Regions from separate parts of the Sus scrofa genome. Here all the other regions are linked to region 1. A link is a contact called in public HiChIP or PLAC-seq data. All regions are on one chromosome and are shown on one strand. The core of a region is the stretch at or near the end of the contact, and the rest is flanking DNA. Distances in the headings are between cores, read along the strand shown. Region 1 overlaps COMMD1 (COMM domain-containing protein 1). Region 2 overlaps LOC106508312 (a long non-coding RNA gene). Region 3 overlaps LOC106508312 (a long non-coding RNA gene). Region 4 has its middle 78 kb from the start of B3GNT2.

Region 1 (2,751 bases), core at 161-2,660:
CTGGACCAGGAATTTCCACATGCCACAGGGGTGGCCAAAAAAAAAAAAAAAAAAAAAAAAAAAAAAACTTTAAAAGACAGAGTCAAAGATATAGATGTTTCATTAGGACAAAACAAAACAAAACCCTGGCTTTTCATATTTCTGTGGTTTAAAAAGATTACCAAATAAGGATCTATTCCAGCAGAACACATCATTTATACCTTTCTTATGGCATTTACCATATAATACAGGACTCTTTACAACATGGGCTATGACATTCATTTTGTGTACAAAGCAGGGTATAGCATATTAGGGGCTCAGTAAATACAGTTGTGCCTTGGTGTCCACAGAGACAGCAAAATCAAGAATGGTCAAATCTTTTATATGAAATGGCATAGTACAGTTGTCCCTCTGTATCCTTGAATTTGTAGAAACCAGCTGTAAGCAGGATTGACTATATTTGATAGGTAAATCAAAGATAGAAATTTTCTTTAAAATATTCCTTCCTAGGAACTCTTCAACCTAAGTCAAGTTTTCAGACCTAGAATAGTTGCTTTGAGAAAAGGAGAACCAAAAATCAATCTTCAATTAATACAGATTAAGAAAGAAAGAAAAAGCTTACAAAACACCTTATTACAGGTCATTTAAGCCGATTAAAATATTCCACAAACTCTAACTGGCAATCTGTATTTGCTGCTTTATCATGTATATGTCCAGTAACATAAAATAGTAACATTGTTTGCCAGTCCTTCAGAGGAGTAGAAATATATCTCATGAGTTATCATCTAAACTCCCAAAAGTAACGAATAGGGATGGGGGTTAAGAAGTACAAACTATTATTTCTAAAATAAATAAGCTACAGGAGTTCTCATCGTGGCACAGCTGTTAACGAATATGACTAGGAACCATGAGGTTTTGGGTTCGATCCCTGGCCTTTCTCAGTGGGTTAGGGATCCGGCGTTGCTGTGAGCTGTGGTGTAGGTTACAGACGTGGCTCGGATCCCTAGTTGCTGTGGCTCTGGCGTAGGCCGGCAGCAACAGCTCCAATTAGACCCCTAGCCTGGGAACCTCCATATGCCGCAGGAACGGCCCAAGAAATGGCAAAAAGACAAAAAAACAAAAAAACAAAAAAACTTAAATTTTTAAAATTTCTCAAAAATGAGAAAAATGTAGTTACAAAAATGATCAAAATATAGTAATACAAAAACTGGGGGGCTATAGCAAAAGGAATCTGTCTACAGAGCTTTAAATTTTCCAGAACATATTTCTAAATTCAAAATATCAAACTGAATATTTAGACTTCTTTTTGGATAAGAAATTCTTATTGTTGAGTAGCCAACTTTGTTTTCTGAACTAGAACAACTCAAGAGCAAGAACTTTTTAAACATTACAACTTGCTTCTAGCACATTTTATCAGTCTATTAGCAAGGCAATATTATACTGCCACCTAAAGTGAAAAAAAAGAATTACTGCTTATAGTTAAGACAGGAGATAAAGGAATTCTAAAAGTATGACAGAAAAAGTTAAATGTTTTCAGTCTCTCCTATTCATGTCTCCTGATCTAAACATTTTAAGACCAGATAGTTTACATTCATTTTTATACTAAAGTTAACTTATTACTTTTTTTTTTTTTTTTTTTGTCTTTTCTAAGGCTGCACCCACGGCATATGGAGGTTCCCAGGGTCAGGGCTGAATCAGAGTTGTGGCCGCCGGCCTACACCACAGCCACAGCAACGCCAGATCACGGCAGCACCAGATCCTTAACCCACTGATCGAGGACAGGGTTCAAACCCACAACCTCATGGTTCCTCGTCAGATTCGTTAACCACTGAGCCACGACGGGAACTTCCAATTTCCTGTTACTTAATAGTTGCTGTACAAAATGTATACAAATGATGTCTGTTCTTAAATTGACTCAAGTATCAAAAAGAAACTGTTTTATGCACTTTTCATTTGTAAAACAAGTCATAAACCATCATATAAGAGGTGCCCTCCCTATATCCAGAGGAACAGAGCATCCATTCTTATATTCAAAAGCAAAGGAATGCCAAGAAGAACCCTACATACAGGGCTTACTAAATTTCCCTCTGTTTACTATAATTACTTCATACTTCTAACCTATGATAATCCTTTATGAACTGTCCACTCTTTATCAAACCTGGGATAAAATAGTCAGGTCTGTTTCTTTGTGTCTTCCTTTCCTTATGAAGGCTCCTGCGTCACACAAAAGTACAAATTTGTACACTTCTCTCCTGTTAATTTGTCTTTGTCAGTTTATATTTCAGACTTACAGACAGAAACCATATGCTATCACTTATATGCAGAATCTTAAGAATGATACAAACGAACTTATTTACAAAACAGAAAGATACAGACTTCAAAAACAAACTTAGGTTATCAAAGGGGACAGGTGGGGGAGGAATGGATTGGGGGTTTGGAATTCACATATGCACACTACTGTATATGGAATGGGTGGTCAATGGGGACCTGCTATAAAGCACAGGGAACTCTACCCAATAAGCTGTAATAAACTAAAAGGGAAAAGAATCTGGGAAAAGTGGATATGTGCATATGTATAACAAAACCGCTTTATTGTACAGCAGAATTTATCACATCGTAAATCAACTATAAGTCAATGAAACTTTTAAAAATTTCAGACTTGGCCAGAAACCCCAAGAGAGTCAAGGAAAAACCTCTTCCTCTCCTGTATTGGCATATTGTCCATGTCAAAAGAAAACTCTTGGAAATTAAAAATATGATCTAGTGAAAAAT
Region 2 (2,751 bases), core at 99-2,598, 400 kb before region 1:
CAGGCTCTAAACTATATTTCTTCTGAATTGCTGTAATGTTCTATCAAATGACAACTCTGAACCTTTTTTTTTTTTTTTTTTTTTTTTTTTTTGTCTTTTGAGGGCTGCACCCATGGCACACAGAGGTTCCCAGGCTAGGGATCAAAACAGAGTTGCCGCTGCCGACCTACACCACAGCCACAGCAACGCGGGATCCGAGATGCATCTGCGACCTACACCGCAGCTCATAGCAACGCCCGATCCTTAACGCACTGAGTGAAGCCAGGAATTGAACTTGTATCCTCATGGATACTAGTCAGATTCGTTTCCGCTGAGCCATGATGGAAACGCCAGCTCTGAACTTTCTAAAAAAGCATTATTCAGTAGAATTTTTGGCCACAACGGAAACATTCTACACTTGTGCTGTTCAGTACAGTAGCACTTGACATGTGGCTAGTGTGACTGAGGAAGTGAAATTTACATTATATTTCACGCAATTAATGTACATTTAAGTATAAAGTAATGTATGTGGCTGGTAGGTACTGGTTTTGGACGGTTCCATTCTAGAAACTTGTATATGGAAATCTGAAAATCTGACTTAAAAAAAAAAAAAAAATGGAGTGCCCGTCGTGGAGGTTAACGAATCTGACTAGGAACCATGAGGTTGCTGGTTCGATCCCTGGCCTTGCTCAGTGGGTTAAAGATCCGGCGTCGCCACGAGCTGTGGTGTAGGTCACAGACGCGGCTCGGATCCCGCGTTGCTGTGGCTCTGGCATAGGCTTGGCAGCTACAGGTCCAATTAGACCCCTAGCCTGGGAACCTCCATATGCCGCGGGAGCGGCCAAAGAAATGGCAAAAAGACAAAAAAAAGAAAAAAAAAATGAACATCTGACTTTGGAATATGGCCTGGAGGAAGGGAGAGAGAGAGAGGGAGAAGGAGGAGGGGGAGAGGGAAGGAGGGAGAGAGACAGACATATACAGACATGTTGTAATTCCCCTTAATAACCACAAGATAGCACCATTTCTAAGAGTCTCCACCCTGAACAGCAAACCAGGTAAAATCTTCTAAAGCTGCTTTGGGATTCTAGGTTTCCCTCTCTCCCTCTCTCTCTCCTCTATCTAACTGTCTTCAGTATTTCTTCAAGACACACTCCACTGCCCCCTGATCCTCCCCTCCACACCTTCTTTTTCAATACTGACTTACCAACCTTCTGAGCAATATGACAGAAGAGGCCCTTTTGTGACTTTCAGAGCAACAAAATTCCTGAGACCAATATTTGTCTACACAAAGCGCAGTGGTTGGCTCACTGGGTGTGACCAGAAAGGTTGAAACCACCTGCTTTTTCTTCTCTCTGGGGTCTGCCTGTACTGCCCTAGCCGGCAGCCTGGAGGCTTCAGGGACAGTCTGTGGTCTGACCCTTCCCCTGGCTGTGTTCTCCATACCTCCCAACACGCACATCTTAGGAGCTCCTGCCCTGGGATCTGGTTTCCGGGGGTGGGGTGGGGGGGTGTCATCGGAATGTCTCTGGAGAAACTATAAACACGAACAGAATGTCTCCTGGTGGGGGTTCTGAGCTTCTCCTTTGTATTTTCGCCTGAGGAAAAAGCAGTCAGTGGTTTGGGGATGATGGGTGGAGCTTGCAGTATTTTTCTAAGGTTTTTGTAGATGGGGGATAAATCTCCAGGGATGGGCAGGGCTGCACACTCATTCCAGTACAGCGGGATCAGGGCTAAGAAAACACGAACACAAAGGAAACTTCAAAGCTCTTCCTCGAATCTGAATGGGAAGGGGCCTGCGGAAGGTCGGAAGGTCATGTTCACTTGGCACCAAACCCCTGTTTGCTTCCAGATGGCCAGGCAGCTCTGCAGATCCTTCTACACCCACCCTCTCAGGGAGGTCAGGAGTCAGCAGGGTCCTAAAGGCAAAGACAGAAGCGGAGCCCAGAGATTGGTGTCTGGCTCCAGCTCTTCTTGGGCCCTAAGAGCTGAGACTGGTTTCCTCTTTGCAAAGTGAGCTCAATCACCGAAAGAACGCTCCCCACTTCAGACTGGCCTCTTCCCCTACCCTGGTCAAACCCTGACACAGCTTCTTTGCAGGGAGTGGTAGGGATTACTAATGCTGGAAGGTCACTTAAGGTAATAATTGGAACAATCATTAATTTCTGAGGCCTAAGTGACTCATTTATCTCTGATATGTACAGAGATCAAAGGAGGTTATTTATGGCTTAGAAACAAACCTCCCATTCTTTCCTCTGCTATAATAAATAATAAAGGGCTTCCAAGCCTCCCTTCTTCGCCCATCTCTTCCTGTTGGTCTCTGTCTTTACTGTCCCTTGTACAAAACCAGCCCGCCTCTCCCTTCTCTCTGCTCTCCCCTCTTTAAGAAGCACAGCAGGTCAGGCTGTTCCCTGCCCAGCTTGGAGAGTCGGGGTTGCAGATATGCTAAGAAGTGAGGGGTGCTGATCCCTCTGTCCCAGAGGATGGCAGCAAGCCCTTGACCTCCGCAGGCCCAAGGTGGGCACCAGATGGGCTTGCCCCAGGAATGTGCCATCTTTACTTTGCCTGGATATGTTTGTCAGTGCCGGAGTCAGTCTGCCTGTTTAGGCTGGAAACCTGGCCCTGTCAACTATTGGCTCTGCGGCCTTGGGTGAGTTCCTTAACCTTTCCAAGTCTCAGTTCCCCAGTCTTTAAAATAGGGATAATAACAGCATCTAAGCTGGCTTACAAAAATTGCCAAAGATAAAATATGTAAAATGCTTACTTAATACAGAG
Region 3 (2,751 bases), core at 112-2,611, 340 kb before region 1:
TTCTTGTTTTTCGATCTTCTACACAGTGGCAGCATATTATGCACAGTGTTATGCATTCAACGTAACTTAGAGATAGTTCCATATCTTTACATACCAATGGTTGAACATTAGAATTATCTGAGTAGCTTTTACACATTCCAAATGCCCAAATCAATGAAATCAGGATCCATTGGGGTGGAGCATAGGCATCAAGATTTTTAAGCTTTAAGTGCAGCCAAGGTTGTGTACCACTGTTACATAAAGAGCTTCCTGAGAAAGGAAGTGGAAGGAAGAGGAAATATAATAATTTCATCATTGCTTATAAAAGAAAATTAGGGTGACCAACTGTCCTGGTTTTCCAGAGACTGAGGAGTTTCATAGGACATGGGGCCCTCAGCTCTACAGCCAGGATGACCTGCTCACCTTATAAAGAAAATTGATAGAACTTCAATTCAACATAGTACTGAATGCCACAGCCGGAGCAATGAGGCAAGGAAAAGAAATAAAATGCATTCAAACTAAATTAGGAAGTAAAATTATCTCTCAACATATATGACATAATCTTATATATAGAAAACCCTAAAGACTCCACCAAAAAAAACTGTTAGCACTAATAAATGAGTTCAGTAAACTTGCAGGATAAAAAAATCAACAAGTAGGAGTTCCTGTTGTGGGTCAGCAGAAATGAATCTGACTAGCATCCATGAGGATGCAGGTTTAACTCCTGGCCTCGCTCAGTGGGTTAAGGATGCAATGTTGCCCTGAGCTGTGGTGTAGGTCATAGATGTGGCTCAGATCTGGCATTGCTGTGGCTGTGGTGTAGGCCAGTAGCTACAGCTCTGATTCGACCCCTAGCCTGGAAACCTCCATATACCACAAGTATGGCCCTAAAAAAAAAAAAAAAAATTGACATGCAGAAATCAAATGCCTTTCTATTCACTAACAAACTACCTGAAAGAGAAATCAAGGAAACAATCTTATTTACATCAGCAGCAAAAACAATGAAGTAGGAATAAATTTAACCAAAGAGTTGAGAGAATTATACACTGAAATGCTTAAGATATTTGTGAAGGAAATTGAAGAAGACACAAATAAATGAATAGATATCTCATGTTTTGGGGGTGAAATGGTAAAAATATCTAAAGAAATAGAGGATCAAGGGTTATTACATAACTATCATCAACTGTACTTCAATAAAACTTAAAAAGGGAGGGGGTCATCATACAACATTAAGATTAGAGTAAGAGGGAGTTCCCTAGTGGCTCAGTGAGTGAAGGATCTGGCATTGTCACTGCTGTGGTTCAGACTGCAACTGTGGTGAAGGTCTGATCCCTGGCCTGGGACCTTCCATATGCTACAGGCACGACCGAAAAAAAAAAAAAAACACTAAAGAAGAGGAAGTTTTGCCTTTCGATATTAAACTGTGCATCACACCCTCCAGACTGTCCAGTTCTGGCACTGTTCATTGTCTTTGAGCCATTTTACACCTCTTTGTAACTGTAGGTAAATGAGAAGTATGCAAATCTGTATTGTCTGGTAGTTTCCTTCGACTTCCTTAACTCAGGGGGAAAAACAGTTTTGTCTCCATTTGTAATTCAACCCCTTATTTCATTTGTATTTGTATTCCTTGGACTTTTCCTCTGAACCAGTTGTAACATCTGTCTGATTCCCTTGCTAATTAAAGGGTAAGATAAAATCTTTAAGGTGTTCATTCTTGCATCCATTCACGTGACAGTCATGCTCTTGCTTCTTTCTGAAAATTATTTGTTTAACAAGGCCCTAAAGGTAACTACTAGATAAGAAACACAAACCTTCCAAATTATCACTGAAAGTACAAACACAATAATAAGACAAAACTAATAGGAGACAGGAGGGAAGGGGGTAGGGAACAACCTTTAAAAAAAATAACATTAAAAAAAAATGACATAGCAGGAGTTCCCATCATGGTGCAGTGGAAATAAATCCAACTAGGGACCATGAGGTTGTGGGTTCGATCCCTGGGTTCACTCAGTGGGTTAAGGATCCAGTGTTGCCATGAGCTATGGTATAGGCCCACAGCTATAGCTCTGATTCGACCTCTAGCCTGGGAACCCCCATATGCTGCAGGTATGGCCCTAAAAAGAAAAAGAAGAAGAAGAAATAATGACACTGCAGAATTCCTGTTGTGGCTCAACAGGTTAAGAACACAGCATAGTATCCACGAGGATGCAGCCTCGATTCCTGGCCTTGCTCAGTGGGTTAAGGATCTGACATTGCCTTGGCTGTGGCGTAGGCCGGCAGCTCCAACTCTAATTTGACCCCTAGATCAGAACTTCCATATGCCGCAAATTTGGCCATAAAAAAGGAGGGAGGAGTTCCTGTTGTGGCGCAGTGGTTAATGAATCCTACTAGGAACCATGAGGTTGCGGGTTCAATCCCTGGCCTCGCTTAGCGGGTTAAGGATCCGGTGTTGCCGTGAGCTATGGTGTAGGTCACAGAGGCAGCTCGGATCCCGAGTTGCTGTGGCTCCGTAGTAGGCCAGTGGCTACAGCTCCGATTCAACCCCTAGCCTGGGAACCTCCATATGCCTTGGGAGTGGCCCTAGAAAAGGCAAAAAGACAAAAAAAGGTGGGGGGGAGGGAAAAATGACATAGCTGTTGAGGATACAACATAAACTTGTTAGAACCAATAATGGCAGAAGATTTAACTTCCAGTAAACCTTGAGCCTCATTTTATGCTCGTTGTAATATAGTAACAATTAGATGACACACCCACAGGTGCCACACAGTTCCC
Region 4 (2,751 bases), core at 136-2,635, 270 kb before region 1:
AGGAAGAGACGGGCAGGGGCTCCAGGCGAAGGGAGGACAAGGCTGTGGAAGACTCCCTTTCATCCCATCCCCAACTCGGGCACCCAGAGTTATGGGCTTGCACTAGGCCAGGGGTAAAATAAGGCCTTCATTTCCAAAGAGGAGTCCAAAGACGGTCCCTCAAAGCTGCAATCGCTCCACCTCGGGGTTGGTGCCTAGAGGACACTGTGCCTTAAGATATGGACTCCCAGAGTTCCCGCTGTGGCACAAAGGATTGGTGGTATCTCTGCAGTTTCAGGACATAGGTTCTATCCCCGGCCCTAGCACAGTCGGTTAAGGGATCTGCAGCTGCAGCGTATGTTGCAACTGCAGCTTGAATCTGAATCTGATCTCTGGCCAGGAATTCCATATGGCACAGGGCAGCCAAAAAAAAAAAAAGAGAGAGAGAGAGACCGACTCCCTTCATTGTGGAACCTGGGATGGCCGCAGCTCCCAGACAGGTAACCTCAGACTGTCAACAACCTGGGCCAGGGCTCCACATCTCCTCCAGTTCACCTGAGTGAGCCAGGTTGTACCAAGAGGTAAAAATGGTGGTGTGAGATGGTTACCTGGACCAAGCGTTCTCAAAGTGTGGTCCTAGGACCAGCAGATCAGCATCACCTGGGAACTTGTTAGGAGTACAGATTCTCAGGCCACCCCAGACCTACTGAACTGGAAACTCCTGGGATGGGGCCTGGCAATCTGTATTTTAACAAGTCGTCCGGAGGAGTCTGATGCGCATTGACATTTGAGAGCCATGGCACAGGTTCCAAGTTATATGAGGCAGAGAGACATGTCTTGTCCTGGTGTGTATCCTCAGCTCTAGCCACAGCTGCTGATATACAGAAAGAAATCACGGACACTTTATTGAATGAATGAATGGTTTCGCTCCACTTGTCACTGACTGCTTCTCTCCAACCAAGTGCCAACCAGGACGTGAGCAAGCCAATAAAAAGAGAAGGGTGTGGGATATCTGATAATTTGCTCTAGCTCCTTGTTGGCTCAGTTTAGCCTCTGAATTATTTAGCAGGACCCAGCCCATTTCACGTTACAGAGGAGGCCTTGGCTCTTTGAATTTTTTTTTTTTTTTTTTCTAATCTCCAGAAACCAAAACACTTTCCATTTGCTTTCAGAACCAAGCTCTCCCCCTACATTATCCTGACTCTGAAAGAAAAGGAGGATGCAGCTGGAAGGATGTTTTTACCTTTTCAAGTTAAAATATACCCAAATTATTATACATCTGGTCCCAGGAGAACCAAGAAATAGAAGCAAGCATTTCTTAGAAATCCTGGGGTGGGAGGTTACACACAAGGAACAGACCTGCTTCCCTTTAGCCCTCAGTCTGTGGCCAGAGGCTGGGTGGGGTTCCACGCCTTCCCTCATCGGATTCTGAATTACAGGCCAACTTTGCAATTCTCTGATACGGCTACCTCCCTGTACAGACCCAACGCTGGGATTTCTTTGGGCTCATATGTCCCAAAACCATCCATATTGTCACCCAACCCAGTTCTCTTTCTCCTATAACCACACATATTTCAGCTGGCAAGAGGCTAGAGTCAGACAGGCCAGACACAGGGCCAGGGCACTGAGATGATGCCTGTTTCTGGAGCTGTGGCTGCTTGCCACTGGCCCTGCCTTTACGAGGTTACCATAATCAAATGACATGCATTGACCTTGCATGTCTTGGGCCATCTATCCTCCACTGGGCATCCAGCACCTTCTCTCTTTCTTTTTTTTTTTTTATACAGGATCCCTGCAGCAGTATAACAGAACAACGAGGTTGAGGAACAGTTAGTTTATTTAGTCTCTTGTTTTCTGCTGGCTATAGGCTCATAATGAAAAAATAAAGTATCCCGCTTCCTCCTAAAGGATAACCAGGGCTTAAGTCCTGGGATTTGGGTTCCCCTGGCCCAAAGGGGAGAGTCTTTGTTTTTATCAAGTTGTTCAGGAGCTAGTCAGAGGGCTTGGGAGGTAGCTGAGGAGGGGAATGCCTCAAAGTTCAGGGAAGGAAAAGGGGCCAGAGTCATCCACCTGCACAGGTCCCCTGACTCAGAGGGGTCAGCATCCCAGGAGCAGTGGTGCCTTGAAGATGAGAGACAGTGGCACCGGGGGTGGTGGCCTGAGAAGCTCCTCAAAGCTGCATCCTAGCTTAGTTCAAAAGAGATGGAGCCATGGGCCTGGGAGAGATGACGAGGCTGTGGACAGAGGGCACTAGGAGAAGTCACCAATGCCTGTTGAAGCCTGGGGTTCCTCTGCAGCCCAAGGATGAGGGTGGGGGGGTGGGGTGGAAGAGGAAAGGGGGACCCTCAGCAAAAGACAGAAACTTTCTTTCCTCCCAGCGCCAGTGGGAGGGGCCAGGTGAGATATGATTTGTCACTCTTCACACTTTAGGGATCTGGAAGAACATTTGACTTCTCCAATAGAAGAAGTAAGCTCCTAGAGACAGGCACAGGTCTTGTACTTTTTTTTTTTTTTCTCCAGCAAGCAAGCAAAGTTTTTATTAAAGGAAAGCAGATAGCTCCCAGGGCTGCTGGGAGGGGCGGAGAAGAGCCCCCCTTTCTCTACTGTCCTATAGGGGGTTTTATTCCTTAAAGGTGGGGAGGGTACCAACATGGGGTCCAGAAACATGTGGTTTTCTCCCATTGGCCTTGTTCAATAACCTGTATCTGTCCTTGTCCAATAACCTGTATCTGTCCTTGTCCAATAGGGTCTTGGGGTGGAAGATCTTAACTT

What was found. HiChIP or PLAC-seq counts read pairs in DNA pulled down with a chosen protein or histone mark.
Region 2: an H3K27ac HiChIP or PLAC-seq map of alveolar macrophages shows a contact between it and region 1. The contact joins two enhancer-like sites. A contact is called at or near these places in 2 of 5 promoter capture datasets (fetal liver and liver), 29 of 47 Hi-C or Micro-C datasets (adipose tissue, alveolar macrophages, blood and 16 more) and 2 of 2 datasets of contacts at active chromatin or transcription factors (alveolar macrophages and skeletal muscle).
Region 3: a contact with region 1 is called in an H3K27ac HiChIP or PLAC-seq map of alveolar macrophages. The contact joins two enhancer-like sites. A contact is called at or near these places in 1 of 47 Hi-C or Micro-C datasets (embryonic fibroblasts) and 1 of 2 datasets of contacts at active chromatin or transcription factors (alveolar macrophages).
Region 4: an H3K27ac HiChIP or PLAC-seq map of alveolar macrophages shows a contact between it and region 1. The contact joins two enhancer-like sites. A contact is called at or near these places in 1 of 47 Hi-C or Micro-C datasets (embryonic fibroblasts) and 1 of 2 datasets of contacts at active chromatin or transcription factors (alveolar macrophages).

What each region holds. Positions count from the first base shown.
Region 1 is chr3:79,898,986-79,901,736 of Sscrofa11.1, forward strand. The region is part of intron 1 of COMMD1 (COMM domain-containing protein 1); the gene reads right to left. Among named protein-coding and RNA genes, the nearest start is that of COMMD1, 14 kb to the right of the region's middle. Within about 2 kb of position 1,411, at least 2 of the 83 cell types and tissues checked have an H3K27ac peak or open chromatin away from gene starts, as enhancers often do. A contact at or near this core is called in alveolar macrophages, where this site is marked.
Region 2 is chr3:79,502,128-79,504,878 of Sscrofa11.1, forward strand. All of the region lies in intron 1 of LOC106508312 (a long non-coding RNA gene), which reads right to left. Among named protein-coding and RNA genes, the nearest start is that of TMEM17, 88 kb to the left of the region's middle. Within about 2 kb of position 1,349, at least 34 of the 83 cell types and tissues checked have an H3K27ac peak or open chromatin away from gene starts, as enhancers often do. A contact at or near this core is called in alveolar macrophages, where this site is marked.
Region 3 is chr3:79,555,105-79,557,855 of Sscrofa11.1, forward strand. All of the region lies in intron 1 of LOC106508312 (a long non-coding RNA gene), which reads right to left. Among named protein-coding and RNA genes, the nearest start is that of TMEM17, 140 kb to the left of the region's middle. Within about 2 kb of position 1,362, at least 1 of the 83 cell types and tissues checked has an H3K27ac peak or open chromatin away from gene starts, as enhancers often do. A contact at or near this core is called in alveolar macrophages, where this site is marked.
Region 4 is chr3:79,624,341-79,627,091 of Sscrofa11.1, forward strand. No RefSeq gene overlaps it. Among named protein-coding and RNA genes, the nearest start is that of B3GNT2, 78 kb to the right of the region's middle. Within about 2 kb of position 1,386, at least 4 of the 83 cell types and tissues checked have an H3K27ac peak or open chromatin away from gene starts, as enhancers often do. A contact at or near this core is called in alveolar macrophages, where this site is marked.